Linked DNA regions of Mus musculus: regions 1 and 3 are each linked to region 2. The links are chromatin contacts, called in public ChIA-PET and Hi-C maps. All regions are on one chromosome and are shown on one strand. The core of a region is the stretch at or near the end of the contact, and the rest is flanking DNA. Distances in the headings are between cores, read along the strand shown.

Region 1 (4,538 bases), core at 1,283-3,782, 690 kb before region 2:
CACATATGCTTGCTCTGCAGGGCCGGCTGGTGCAGAGTTAGTCTCCCACGTCCCAGAGGAGGGCCAGCTTAGGAACTCTGTGTCTCACGTCAGTGGTTGTGACCATCATGAGGTCTCCCCTGTGATCTCGGCAATCCCTTACTGGCTGAGGCCTTATCTGCGTTTAGGTACCCCCAGAGCAGTTGTTATGATATCAAGCAGTTTTGGGGCAGTGGTCCCCAAAGGCATTGGGATGAAGAGATCCCTTAGGGGTTGGGAAGACTCCAGAGGTCCTTGTCTTAGATCAGACTCTCAAGTCTGCAGGTCAGGCCTGGAACACTGCTAAGTCAGCCCCCTGCTGCAGCTGAGCTACTCTGTCCTTGTCTATTTAGCTTACCTATTCAGAGCAAGAGCTTTCTTGCTGACCCTCTGCTCCAAGGTAGCCTTGTGCCTGACTCCAGAGTTAACTTTCCTATAATTGTGACCATTGCCTAACCTGCTCTAATGTCTTTGATGCTTCCTGTACCAATATGATGAGGTTTGTAGCATTTAGGGTGGCAGTCCACTTAAGTGCTTCTCTGGAGAGGTGGAGAATGTTCTAAAGTAGAGAACATGGCCAGTCTTAGTCCAGGAGGATTAAGAGGGAACAACTACTGTGCTTGGCATTCACATTCCACCTCCTTCTAACACAACTCCTGCATCACCACCACCACCATCACCACCACCACCATCATCACCATCATCACCACCATCACCACCACCATCACCACCATGACCACCATCACCGTCACTATCACTATCATCATCTACACAGGGTCTTTAGCTCTGACTGCCCTTGAACTTACTATGTAATCAAGGATAACCTTGAATAACACCCAATTAATAAGGTTTCAGGGGTAGAACCCAGGGCTTTGTGCATACTAGGTATTTTAGTTACTTTTCTATTGCTGTGAAAACACATCATGACCAGCACAACCTATAGAAGAAAGAGTTTATAGGGATCTTACAATTCCAGGGAGTTAGAATCCAGGGCCATCACAGCAAAAAGCATGGCAGTAGCCAGGCGGGTCTGGTGCTAGAGTAGTAGCTGAGAGCTCACATCACATCCACAAGCAAACACACACACACACACACACACACACACACACACACACATGGGGTGTGGGAGCACGCACTGAGAATTACCCACACTGGAGGCTGAGACTATGGTAGATTCCTAGAGGTCAGAGAAGAGGTTAGGAAAGGTCACAGAGGGCATCTGACCTACAAGATGCCTCACATCTCCATGACAACCACAAATCTGCCACGGCTGCTTCAGGAACTCCCTTGGCCCTTTTGATTGGTTATTTCTTGAGACAGGACCTCGCTATACATTTCAGTTTGGCCTCAGTCTATGTAGCCCACCCAGGCAGACCTCGAACTCTCAATTCTTCTGCTTTGTGTCCCAAGCAGTTGGATGACTGGCTTGGGCTCCCAGGCCCATCTGTGCCCTAGGCTTCCTGAAGTCCATTCTCAGCTGGCTGGGACATGTGACAAGTTCCTGCAGCTTAGCTAGGCTGTGATGACACATGAGTGTCATCCGGCACTTGGGAGGAAGAGGCAGGGGGACAGTTGCTGGAGGCTAGCCTGGTCTACTGCGAGCCCCAGGCCAGCCAGAGTTATAAGTGAGATTCAGTCTCAAAACTCTCAGAAGAGAGGCAGAGGGAATGACTCCGTAGGCAAAGTGCTTGTGGCACAGGCCTAAGGACTAAGTTCAGATCCCCAGTGCTCAAGTAAAAAGTTGCATTGGTGTTGAGCAGCTAACCCAGCAGTGGGAAGTGGGAGGTGGGGTGGGGAGACAGACCTATCCGTAAAGCAGGTTGACCAGCTCACTTTAGTTGAATTGGTGGGCCCCAAGTTGAATGAGGGAACCTGGCTCAAGAAAAAAAAAAAAAAAGATGGTATCAAGTGTGGAGGTGTATGACTTTAATCTCAGCACTTGAGGGGAAGAGGCAGGCTAGAGTCAGAGGCCATCCAGGTCTATATAGCAAGTTCTAGGGCTGCATAGTGATATCCTATATTTAAAAATAAAAAGAAAAGTGGAGAGTGAATATACCCAATGAAGACCTCCGGCTTCTATGTGCAAACGTTAACAGTCACACAGAGACAAAATGTGGAGAAAAGTCCCTGAACCGCAATAGATGGTCAGTATGGCTCTCTGGTTGCAGTGCTGCTTGGCCCTGTCCCCTTGGACCATGGCAGCGCTGAGTCGGGGATGCGGTGGGGGTGGGGGTGACAAGTCCCAGCCCCCATCCTTGTTCTCTGCCTCCAAGGCACCCCAGGAGCAGCCTTCCCAGGTCCTTGTCTTGGGAAACTCCCCCCACTTTAGAAGATGCCCAGCAGCTGACTCTGGAGGAGGAGCACCTTGGCTCACAGCTGCGAGGGAGCCGGTGGCGGGGCCAGTGGCCTGGGCTGTCTTTCCTCCCCGCAACCCCGCCCCGCGGTCGCGGCTCCCTCGCAGCCCGGGCTCCTCCCCCGCGCGGGGCTCGGCGCGCAGGCTGCGGCGCGCACGGCGGGGACCTGAGCGTCTCCGGCGCGGGAGCCGGGCTCAGCCCCGGCTTGCGGACGTCGCGGTCCCGGAGTACCGAGCCGGCCTGGGCGGCCCGCGGGGCGCGCGCAGCGCGGAGTGCGCGTGGGGCCGGGCTCTGCTGCCCGGTGCAGGAGCGCGCGCGCGTCGCGGCATGGAGCCGGCCCGGGAGCCCCCCGCGCGCGCCCGCCCGCCGCCCCCCGCAGCTCGTCCCGCGCCCGCTGCGCCCAGGCCGCGCTCTCCAGCGGAGGCAGAGGCCCGTGGCCCAGAGGGGCTGCTGAGGCGATCCGGGTCAGGCTACGAGGGCAGCACCAGCTGGAAGGCGGCCTTGGAGGGTAAGCGCTCAGCCTTCCATCCCCGGTCCCTGAGTCAAGACCCAGGAAATGGCCAGTCACCTTGACAGCTCGCAGAGGAATGGATCAGGGGGATTCGTTAGTATCAGGGGAGGCAGATGTCACTATGGGAGGGGAAAGGGGTCCCTGGGGACCACCTCAGGTCATTGTTTTGACAAATCTTTGCTGCCAAATCCCTCTTTGACCTTGGAGCAAGCTTTATGCTCCAAACCTTAGTTGGGTCCGAAAGTGAAGCACCTTCGTGGCAGCCTGAATCTCTAGTAGAGAAAACATTTAGTGCCTCATAAAAGCAAAAGCTTTGATTCCCTGCACCTTGGGGGCGCCCTGCTAGTGATGGGGTTGATGGAGAGGAAACCCCAGAGGACTTTCCTAACCATTCTGGGATGCCACCAATTCCTTCTTGTTATACTGGCTCAGGGAGTGACCTCAGGCTATCTAGAAGACACTGAGCGAAGAGACTTCATTCAGTTCACAAACTGTTTTAGGAAACTTGGGTTGGCGTCCAGTGAGTGGTGAGTGTTGCTCGGGAGATGCAGGAGTTGGACACAGGGAGGGTCAGCTTCCAGGTACTTCTCACGCTTCTACCTAGTAGGAACTGGATAGCGTTAACTAGGGGCTGAGTCAGAGGAGGGCATCTCAGAGTAGGACATCTTTTGGGGGTGTGGAACAGACAGGAGAGGGTGCACTAGGTCAAGGAATGACGACAGGAGGTGGCTGGAATTAGCCAGTTCCTTGTGGATAACTGAACCCTAGGGTGCTGGGTGCTGATGAGGGCATGAGAAAAGAGGGATGGAGGGGGAGAGAGAATATGAGCAAGAGATCTGAGAGACCACCCAGGCCAGGCTACAGAAGTTTGTTGTTGTTTTGTTTGTTTGAAGGTGCTGCCGAGGGGTTAAGTCAGCAGATCTCCATGGGGAGGACCTGCTGTGGAAGGCTGCGTAGTGAGGAAGGTGGGTGGTGGCCTGGAAGGGACAAGGCCACCTGTGCCCAGATAGGCGATGGGGCAGCAGAGCATGAAGAACCTTTGGCTGAAGTCTGTGTGCCAGGGCCAGGCACTGCCTGTGGAGGGCTGTGCAGACTCTAAGGAAGTCTAATAGTGGGTAGGAACCATGGAGGTGAGGACACAGTTTCCCCGGATGCAAGGTATTACAAAGGACCACCAGAAGCTTGGGTGGGCTTAAAGGCCAATCAGCCCTTCTGGGATGCATGTTTCTGGTTAGTGGTTGGGTTTTCCCAGGGACCTAAGCTTGCCTCCTACCAATGGTATTTCTTATGTCATTCCCTCCCTAGTCTGTATTTCTTCATTTTTTGGGGGGGGGTATTTGAAAGGGTCAGCTCTACTAACCTTTACCCTTAACCCCACTGGGTAGAGCTATTTCAGGGAAGTGTGGCTGGCTGGCTCTGGCTTTATCTCTGGCCCTGAATATATTGACTCTTGTCCTTCCTACTGCCAGTATGGCTGACTGACCCTGCCTGTCCACTGGTCACACACTGGGATGGAGGAAAGCAGGCCTCTCTCTGTGGTGGTCCAGCACATCACCCTTCTTGGCATCTTCTTGTAGTGCAGCCTTGTGTCATCTGAACTAGGACCACTGATATCACTGATATTGCCATTGCTCTTCCTTTGGCCTCTGGTGCAC
Region 2 (4,343 bases), core at 653-3,152:
CCTTGAGCTGCCGCTCCAAACCCACTTCTTTCGCTCTGCACCAAGATGCCTTTAACTGTGGAAGATACAGAAGTATGATCAGGTCCCAGGGCGTCTACATTACCTTTGGCTCTAGACCTAAGACTACCAATAGCCAAGTTCAAATATAATATCAGCGTGACACCTAAGAGCCTTCTGTGCTATTCCTGTGTTCAGGGTAGCTTGGCTTAATGTGTAAATACCACAGACAGAGATGTTAAGGTGAGGCCACAGTGTATAATCTGTTGGTCTTGCCTAAGGGTTTATTATTTCCTCATTTGTATTTCTGGCTACATCGCAAAGCCACTGCTAAAATCTGTTATAGAACTAGGGTTATAGTACATTTCCTAACCCAGGGTTCAATCCCTAGCCTGGAAAATAAAATAAATCTGTTGTATCCAGCAAACACAGACAAGAAAGGAAAGGGAAATCCTTCTGTTTGCCCTTCCTCTGGTACCTGACAATCTACACACTAAGGTGCTATGTTTGCTTCCTTGGCTGGAGATAGCGGGACAGTGGGAGGAAGCCAAAATGAACACATTCCTACTCCATCTTGAATCTCTCACAAAATCAGCTTCAAAGCCAAGCCATCCCTGAAAGCACACAAAGGCGCTGCATTTAAAGAGATTTCCAAGTGTTCCCAGGACAAAAGAGCTGATCCATCACCCGCAGACTAAGAGAAGACAGCCCCTATAAACCACAGCCTGTCAGTCTCAAGCTGGCCCTCTTCCTTTGGACTTTTTGTTCTCACAGAAGCTGCGTGTTTACTGGTAGGACGGGTTGGGAAAGACGGCTGTGGAGCAAGCAATAAAACTTCAAATGAGATTTCCTAACTCTGAAAGATGGCAGGCGACTAACCACGCGGAAGGAGAGGCACACATGCGTACCTATGATACCTCCGACGTCGTACCAAATGGACAGCTTGTCAGCTTCGGCTTCCTTCCACCCGAAGTTGTTACTCAGATAAAAGGGCAGCCAGAAGAAGAAGGAGTAGTTCACTAGCTTCAGGCAGGCGTAGGCCAGTGAGTACTGCAGGAGAAACCACAACTGTCAACAAGCAGCATACAGCACAGCATGGGGTCCTCCCTGACCTTACCCAGAAGCCCTCTTTCTTTACTTCTACTGGTTTCCAAAAAAAGAAAGGAGGAAGGAAGGAAGGAAGGAAGGAAGGAAGGAAGGAAGGAAGGAAGGAAGGAAGGAAGGAAGGAAGGAAGGAATTATGCACAGCTTTTTCTTAACTACCCCCAGTTTCTTCTTCTATCATTTCTCTGGTAAAAGCAAGGCAGTGTTTGAAACCCAGAAAGCAGTACACACTGTACCCACGTTTCTTTATTTAGACAAAAGGTCCCTGGTGTTCATGCTTCCAACCACCATCAGCCACAGGCAAATTGGCCTAGCAAACCTCAGCTCATCTTGCTGGCAGCCAGGCTTTCTTGGTTCTCTCCCCGCAAATTTAATTCTGCAAACTACGGAGAGTTAATGACTCAGTCACAGACAGAAAGACATCTACCTGTGGACCACATCCCACAGAAAAGAGCCTTTCTGGAGGGCCAAAAAGAAAGAGCTATGGTTTCCACTGGCCTCTGGCTCTCTTCTGAAAGAGCTGCCTTAAGTGGGTGATGGCTGAGACTCCTGTACTCAACACATACATTATTACCAGGAAACCCTGACTATTAGCATCAAAGGGAAGGCAGAGGAAGAGGGCGGACTTCAAAGAGTGTCTGGCTAGAACTCCTGCACCCCACCCCCACCCCCACCCCAGTGCCAGTGATTTCCCAGGTGCCACTTGTTTTAAAAGTGCTTCCCTGGCAGGCAGGGTAGCAGACACCCCGTAGAGAGCCAAATCCTGACCACCACAGCTCTCAGCCCAGAAGCCTGCTACAAAGACAAAGGCTTAGCTAGACTTCCTCTCCACCCTGCCAGTGCCAGAGAACAATGGCTTAGGAGTACAAAGGAGCCAGCAAGTAAGTTTCTTGTTTAGCCACAACAAACTGAAGTTCTGTCTCTACCAAAACAACTGCTGGTATAATATTTTTATAACCGAAAGGCACTATGTTCATAAGAACAGGACTACAAGGGCCTAAAGGAACCAGAGTTTCCCTATCTCTATCTCTATTTCCCTATTCCCTAGCTCTAAGAATTAGAGAGTGTTACACTTGACTGACTGCCTGTTCGTAGGGTTAGTTTTTTAGCAGAGAGGCAGAGGGCAGAAGAGAGCTGGGAGGGACAGAGTAGGATGGCTGCAGACTTGCATCATGAAATCAGATGCTTTGTGAACTATACAATGAGCCAGGCAAGATGGGTGCCATCTCCATTCCCTGGCACTGAGACACAAGGATGGGTTGGGAGACTTATCCAAGTCTCACAGAAAGTTACTGGGCAAGCTGCAAACACAACCTAGGCCTCTTAACTTCCACTCCAGTGATAGGACCCCCAAAACATGAAGACAGACAGACTGCAGCAGCAGGAGGGGCTCCGCTCAGACAGAGTTGACCTGGACTGCAAAGGTTGTGGAAATGCTGGGATAAATTACCAAGAAATCCTTGTGTACTCTGTCCTAGGACTGGGCAACTCCCTACTCCCCAGAATGATCAGAATTCACAAATAGGCAGATGATGAACCATTCAAAACCCCTCTTGGTCCAGGTAAATCTGAGAGATCAAAATATTTAAAAACTTGTTAACTGTGCCTTGGCAGTTGCATGATGGATCAGCATCAGCATGTTCACGAGTCACGTCTGGACATGCCCGCCCAACCCCTGTTGTCTGAAGCTTCTATATGTGACAGGGTTTCCATGGCTACCAGGGAAGCTGACAGATGCTACACAACCACCTAGGACTGCATCAGTAGACAGTAGAAGGCAGCGTGCTCCCCACCCAGCACAGCACTGAAGGTACCACACCCGGCCAGCTGTGGAAGGAGACCAGGGAGTCCTTACCGGGATGACCCCAGGAAGGCAGCAAGCCTGATGAAAGCTTATGGCCTTCACTTGGACGACAGCCCTGTCCTCCTGGATCGAATAGTTAGGCTCATAGTCATCTTCATTTTCAGCACCATCGATGAGTGGCCTCTGTGAATCTTCTTCCGAGCTCTCCTCTGCCCCGATACTCGGGAGACCTAGGAGAGTATTAACAGCGGCCCTGTACAGACACAGCCTGTGTGCCTGGCCTTCCGAGGCTCTGCACACATCACCACTCACAATGTTGATACTGTCCTTATTTTCATCTTGTAGGAGACCAAGGCCAACTATAGCCGACTGAGGCTACCAAGCCCATTCAGTCAGGACGAGCTGCACGCTTCTCAGCTCCTGAGGCTTCGCTTGTACACCCCACAGTTAGCCGTAAGAAAAGAGCAGACTGAATCGTTTTCATAAAGGAAAAGAATCCAGTCTCAAGACGTTACTCTCTTAGCCAGTGTCTCAGACATACAAACCATCTGCAAATGTCTGGTTCTTCCTGTTGTGAGAAGGTGAGCTGCACTCCTCTCAACTCCCTGTAGTGGTATAAGATGGGGCTGTAACGGTCAGTATGGACAGGGCCAAACTGCTCCTTTAACTTCCAAAGAGGAGTGTAATTTCATTTCCTGTCCTTGGACCTCCCAGCTCCTACCAGTAACATATTTCGAATAGAAGAGATGGCTTCTCCTCACCAATTTCTTCTGGTGACACTAGAAGTCCAAAGAAGATGATGATCCCACCAGCAAACTGCACAGATGCGGTCACCAGAAAGGCGTACTGGAGGAGAGGAGAAGTGGCTTTTACAGAGGTGGTCATCACAGCTATATTGTTACAGACACGCAAGGGGAGGGGTGGGGACAGAAGAGACAGGGAGACTGGAAGAACCCCAGTACTTTGGGCTTCCAGGCTGGGCACTGTGTCAAGCATCCTGCATGTGACTTCTCATTGCATTTTCCTAAGGACATGGTAAGACTCACAGATGACCACGGGAGTCACCTGGATACTAAGCAGCACTGTTAGGATTAGAAAATCAGGACAGCCCCCCAAATCTCATTCTTTTCATTATCCACACTCCTACAAAAAGTATCTGCCTTTGAAGACATTAAATCCAGTCAAGGGGAATCAAACAATACCCAAAACAGTGTGAAAAGGTGGCATGCAGCTAAATAAACAAGAACCTAGTAAGAAACATGCAGGATCGGGGCTGGAAAGATGACTCAGTGGTTAAGAGCATGTCCTGAGGTCAAATCCCAGCAACCACATGGTGGCTAACAACCATCTGTGATGGGATCTGATGCCCTCTTCTGGTGTGTCTGAAGACAGCGACAGTACATCCACATCCACAAAATAAATAAATAAACATTAAAAA
Region 3 (4,214 bases), core at 1,474-3,973, 520 kb before region 2:
TCTGAGTGCTCTCAACTTGGCAAGGCCTGGGAAGGTAGCAGAGGGACAGCACTTTCCTACCATGTGTAAGAACACTGAAAATAGTAATGATACATTCCCAGAAGTACGACCAATCTGGATGACTACTGAGAAGATACACGTTTCCCAGTCTCTGCAATAAATATGCAGCAACAAGAAAAGGAAAACAAGTTTGTGAAAAACAACTCCAAAACCCCCTTTCAAACTAGAGTTGCAATGATGGAGACTTATTGAAAACAAACAAAATGCAAGAACAATGGCATGTGTTGCTTGAGACAGGATCTCACTGTGTGGCCCAGGATAACCTAACACTCGAAATTCCCTCTCAGTTTTCTAGAATTACAGGGATGGATCACCAAGCCTGTCCAACTAACAAAAAGCCAGTGGCTGCTAACATAGGCATATTCGTCTGGTACAGCTCCTTTCTTAGTCAGGGTTTCTAGTCCTGCACAAACATCATGACCAAGAAGCAAGTTGGGGAGGAAAGGGTTTATTCAGCTTACACTTCCACATTGCTGTTCATCACCAAAGGAAGTCAGGACTGGAACTCAAGCAGGGCAGGAAGCAGGAGCTGATGCAGAGACCATGGAGGGATGTTCTTTACTGGCTTGCTTCCCCTGGCTTGCTCAGCCTTCTCTCTTATAGAACCAAGACTAACAGCCCAGAGATGGTCCAACCCACAAGGGGCCTTTCCCCCTTGATCATTAATTGAGAAAATGCCCCACAGCTGGATCTCATGGAGGCATTTCCCCAACTGAAGCTCCTTTCTTGGTGATAACTCCAGCCTGTGTCAAGTTGACACCCAAAACCAGCCAGTACACCTCCTTAACAAAGCACTGCAGCTGGTGGCTGGCTGATGACAAAATAGCATCTCACAGTTCTACAGGCCAGAGGACCACAATCAATGCATGGTCAGGCTTGGTCCAAGAAGGGAGGGAATGAGGTCTTTCAAGCCTCCCCAATTGGCTTTTACATAGCTATCTTTTTCCTTGTGTCCTGTCCTCCCTGTATATACATGTGTTTAGATTTCTCCCGTTGATAAGGACCTCTGTCATACTGATGGTCCACCCTAAGGAAGCTACTTCTGAACACCAAGAAGGGCTAATTTTTGACAGAGGGAACCAGTAAGTCAGTAATCTCCGTAAAGCTCTCTTTCTAAACAAGGTCATATTCTGAGGTCCTAAGGGTCAGGAATTCTACATGTGAACTTGGGGGGCACAAAATACATGTAGTAAGCATAAGTTTAAGAAGGCCAGAAGCACTTTACTAAAATGTAATGTTGTCAAGATGACATAACATTTAAAATAAAATAAAATAAAATAAAATAAAATAAAAATACAGCCTTTGCTTTTTATCCTTTGAGGTAAGATATTTCATTTTGTGCTTTCCCTGAATCCTGCCTTAAATAACCTGTAAGTGTATATTAGTCACACATATGGAAACAAGTAAGAGCAAAGTGCTTACACTAAACTGAGTTCTGCAGAGTATCATTGTGTGTCTGGGGGAGGCCATAGAGAGCTATATCTGTGCATGTGAAGAAACCACTGCAGTGACTTGGTTATCAAGGCAAGTAGCAGGTTAAAGACATCAACAACAAGTTCTAAATCTGAATATGTGGGACAGGTCTGAAGCCTCCATGAAGACCCTCTAATGGACAGCTGTGACAATGCTGCACCTATGTATGGCTGGGGAAGGGAGGGTCCCTCCTCATGCTTACTGTGCTGTTAATGGTAGTAAGGCTCTGAATTCTCACCAAAATTGCTCTTTTTGTCCTTAGAGACCACCTCAGCCACCCAGACTTACAACAGTCACTGAGGAGGCCGAGTAGTTGGCTGGTAAGGTCAGTCAGCCTCACATGAATTATGCTATCCCTTAGAAATGCCTTATAAATTATAAAGTGAGACTCATAAGCTGGTGTGAAGAAAATTGGATATTCCCAAATGTTTGCTTATTCCATGCTCAGTTCACTACTAAATTGGTTTTTTTCAAGCTTAGCCAGAAAATCTGATACACTTAGAAGCAGAGCTTCCCATGTTGGTGTCTTCCACTATGGTAAATTCTTTTCTATTACTATCTGTTCATCAAAAGGGTGTGTTGAACTTCCTGCTCCCAGCAGCTGTCTATAATGTGGCCTTATTTGGAAACAGGGTCTTTACAGGTATAATCAAATTAAGATGAGGTCATTAGGGTGAGTCCTAATCCAACCTGACTGGCGCCTTTATAAGAAAAGAAAAGTCCACATAATGACACAGGCAGAAACTGAACGCAGTTGCAATGTAAGATACACCATAGACTACAGGGTCTACAAGACCCTAGGAAGAGAAAAAGAGTTCTACATGGTGACACCTTTGTTTCCCATCTGCGGCTCCAGAACTGCAGAAGCTTACATTTCTGTGGTTCTCAGCCACCTGGTTTGTGTTACTTTGTTACAGTAGCTCTAGGAAAGGAATATACTACTCTGTAATACAATTCAGGATGTATTTCACTGAGAAAAACATGTCTGCATTCAAACTATAACAAAGTATTTTTAGCTGTCACTTAAGCCAAATGGCAACTTGTCCTCATGGCCCTCACAGCCTGTATTTGTCACCTCTAGGCAGAAAAGCTGCAGAAGTATCCACAGCTTTCCTCCAACACTGTTGTTCCCATTCCAGCCAGGACACTGAACAACTAATTCATGATGCAAATACATTCATGCATCATGACTGAGGTCTGACTTCAGAACACCATGAAACTTCACTTTGTCATCACTGGGGATCCTAAGAGCACAGACAGGAACAACAAGACTTCACCTTTCCTAACCTCAACTTCTTGCTGTGGTAGGAAAGGGGAGCGTAACACAGGGTCTGCTATCACTGCCACACCCAGCTGCTGCCTCTGTCCTCACCTTTATGTGTTCCTCTGAATACTTTCTCAGATGCTGCCAGCCAGCTGCTCAGAGAACTTTGTGGAGCGTGTTGCCTAGGCGCAGTGAGGCTGATGATGGGAAATGGATGGGCCCTGCTTTCCCTGAGAAGTCTCTCAGGCAGGGCTCATTCACCTTCCGTCTGAGGGTATGACAATCTGCTGCTCTTGCTGGTCTGTGTGGCAACCCTATTTGCTACAGCAACTCTACCTTCCCTTTTTTATTCTCTGGAGAACTTTGCCATTCCCCTCACCTGCTTTCAACTGTCATCTGATTAAATTCAGTTACAGGTCAGTTTAGGGAAGCAGAGGAAGTGTCACCTACTGTGACTGAAAGGGCAGGCAAGAGCAATGAGGAGAGGAGGCAGAGAAAGTTAGGGAAGGAGGAAAAAAAAAAAAAAAGAGCAAAGCAGTGACGGCCTATGCCTTTAATCCCAGCACTCAGTAGGTAAAGGCAGGAGCATCTCTGAGTTCAAGGTCAGCCTGGTCTACAAAGCAAGTTCCAAGATAGCCAGAACTACACAGAGAAACAAAGAGAAAATAAGAATCCCTGAATCAGGAGCACCCTCAGAATAGTAAACACTGCCGTGCGCTTTGGAAACTATGGACTACAATAATGCAGTGTATGGTAATGTGTGTGTGTCTGCATACATGTGCAGATATAGAAGGCAGATGGGATCCCTTATCCATACATCCAACAGTCCACGCTCACTCACACGGACTCTAAAAGTGGGTTCTGTGGTCTTTCACAAAGACATTATACTGTGAGTCACTGTCATTGAACATATCCCCTGATATTATTACTCAACAGCTCCATAATTCTAAGCCACTTGACCTACAGCTGGCAGAAGTGCTTGCTCTCACATGGGTCCCTGCCATTGGTGTCTCAGGCCATGGCTGAGATGTCAGATGGTACACTGTGGTGGTAGATGGTATAGCCTCACAATATCGGTCCTCTCCAGTGTCACTGTGCTGTGGGCTCCAAGGATTAGTTTTAGATCATTTTTGTGTCTCTACCAGCTATGCCAGAAGCAGTTCTACCCCTATGTATCCAGCAGGCCACTTAACCTCAATTCCTTCCCCTAGAAAGTGGGGATAATAGCAGTAAATCACAAGGGCTTTGTGTGCATTAAACAAGTGTTGTGTTTTCTGTTTCTAACTCTGGCACACAGTGAACTCTTAAAAAGATGAATAGTGAGAAACAAGTAGTGTGAGGCTGGCCAGCCCACCATGGTTATCAAATTACATGAGGATAGGTTGTAAAAACTGGTACTCACAATGCTCAGCATGCT

Evidence for each region. A called contact is a pair of places that touch in the nucleus more often than the background predicts. ChIA-PET counts read pairs in DNA pulled down with a chosen protein or histone mark.
Region 1: a contact with region 2 is called in a Hi-C map of embryonic stem cells, with 2.2 times the contacts expected there. The contact joins the promoter of Clec2l here to the enhancer-like site in region 2. A contact is called at or near these places in 8 of 39 promoter capture datasets (the 3T3-L1 cell line, the C10 cell line, cranial neural crest and 3 more), 7 of 484 Hi-C or Micro-C datasets (B cells, the G1E-ER4 cell line, brown adipocytes and 3 more), 2 of 115 datasets of contacts at active chromatin or transcription factors (embryonic stem cells and large pre-B cells) and 1 of 9 other capture datasets (adipose tissue).
Region 3: an RNA polymerase II ChIA-PET map of memory CD8 T cells shows a contact between it and region 2, with 7 read pairs. The contact joins two enhancer-like sites. A contact is called at or near these places in 1 of 115 datasets of contacts at active chromatin or transcription factors (memory CD8 T cells) and 1 of 9 other capture datasets (liver).

The regions. Positions count from the first base shown.
Region 1 is chr6:38,660,537-38,665,074 of GRCm38.p6, forward strand. Clec2l (C-type lectin domain family 2, member L) reads left to right here and starts at 2,533. Exons shown (of 5, transcript NM_001101507.1): 1 at 2,533-2,880. The coding sequence starts at 2,700. RefSeq lists an enhancer at 3,465-4,538.
Region 2 is chr6:39,346,384-39,350,726 of GRCm38.p6, forward strand. Slc37a3 (solute carrier family 37 (glycerol-3-phosphate transporter), member 3) reads right to left here. Exons shown (of 15, transcript NM_028123.3): 8 at 3,667-3,751; 9 at 2,957-3,135; 10 at 906-1,047. Among named protein-coding and RNA genes, the nearest start is that of Slc37a3, 29 kb to the right of the region's middle. Within about 2 kb of position 1,903, at least 101 of the 459 cell types and tissues checked have an H3K27ac peak or open chromatin away from gene starts, as enhancers often do. A contact at or near this core is called in adipose tissue, embryonic stem cells and memory CD8 T cells, where this site is marked.
Region 3 is chr6:38,830,153-38,834,366 of GRCm38.p6, forward strand. All of the region lies in intron 1 of Hipk2 (homeodomain interacting protein kinase 2), which reads right to left. Among named protein-coding and RNA genes, the nearest start is that of Hipk2, 44 kb to the right of the region's middle. Within about 2 kb of position 2,724, at least 18 of the 459 cell types and tissues checked have an H3K27ac peak or open chromatin away from gene starts, as enhancers often do. A contact at or near this core is called in memory CD8 T cells, where this site is marked.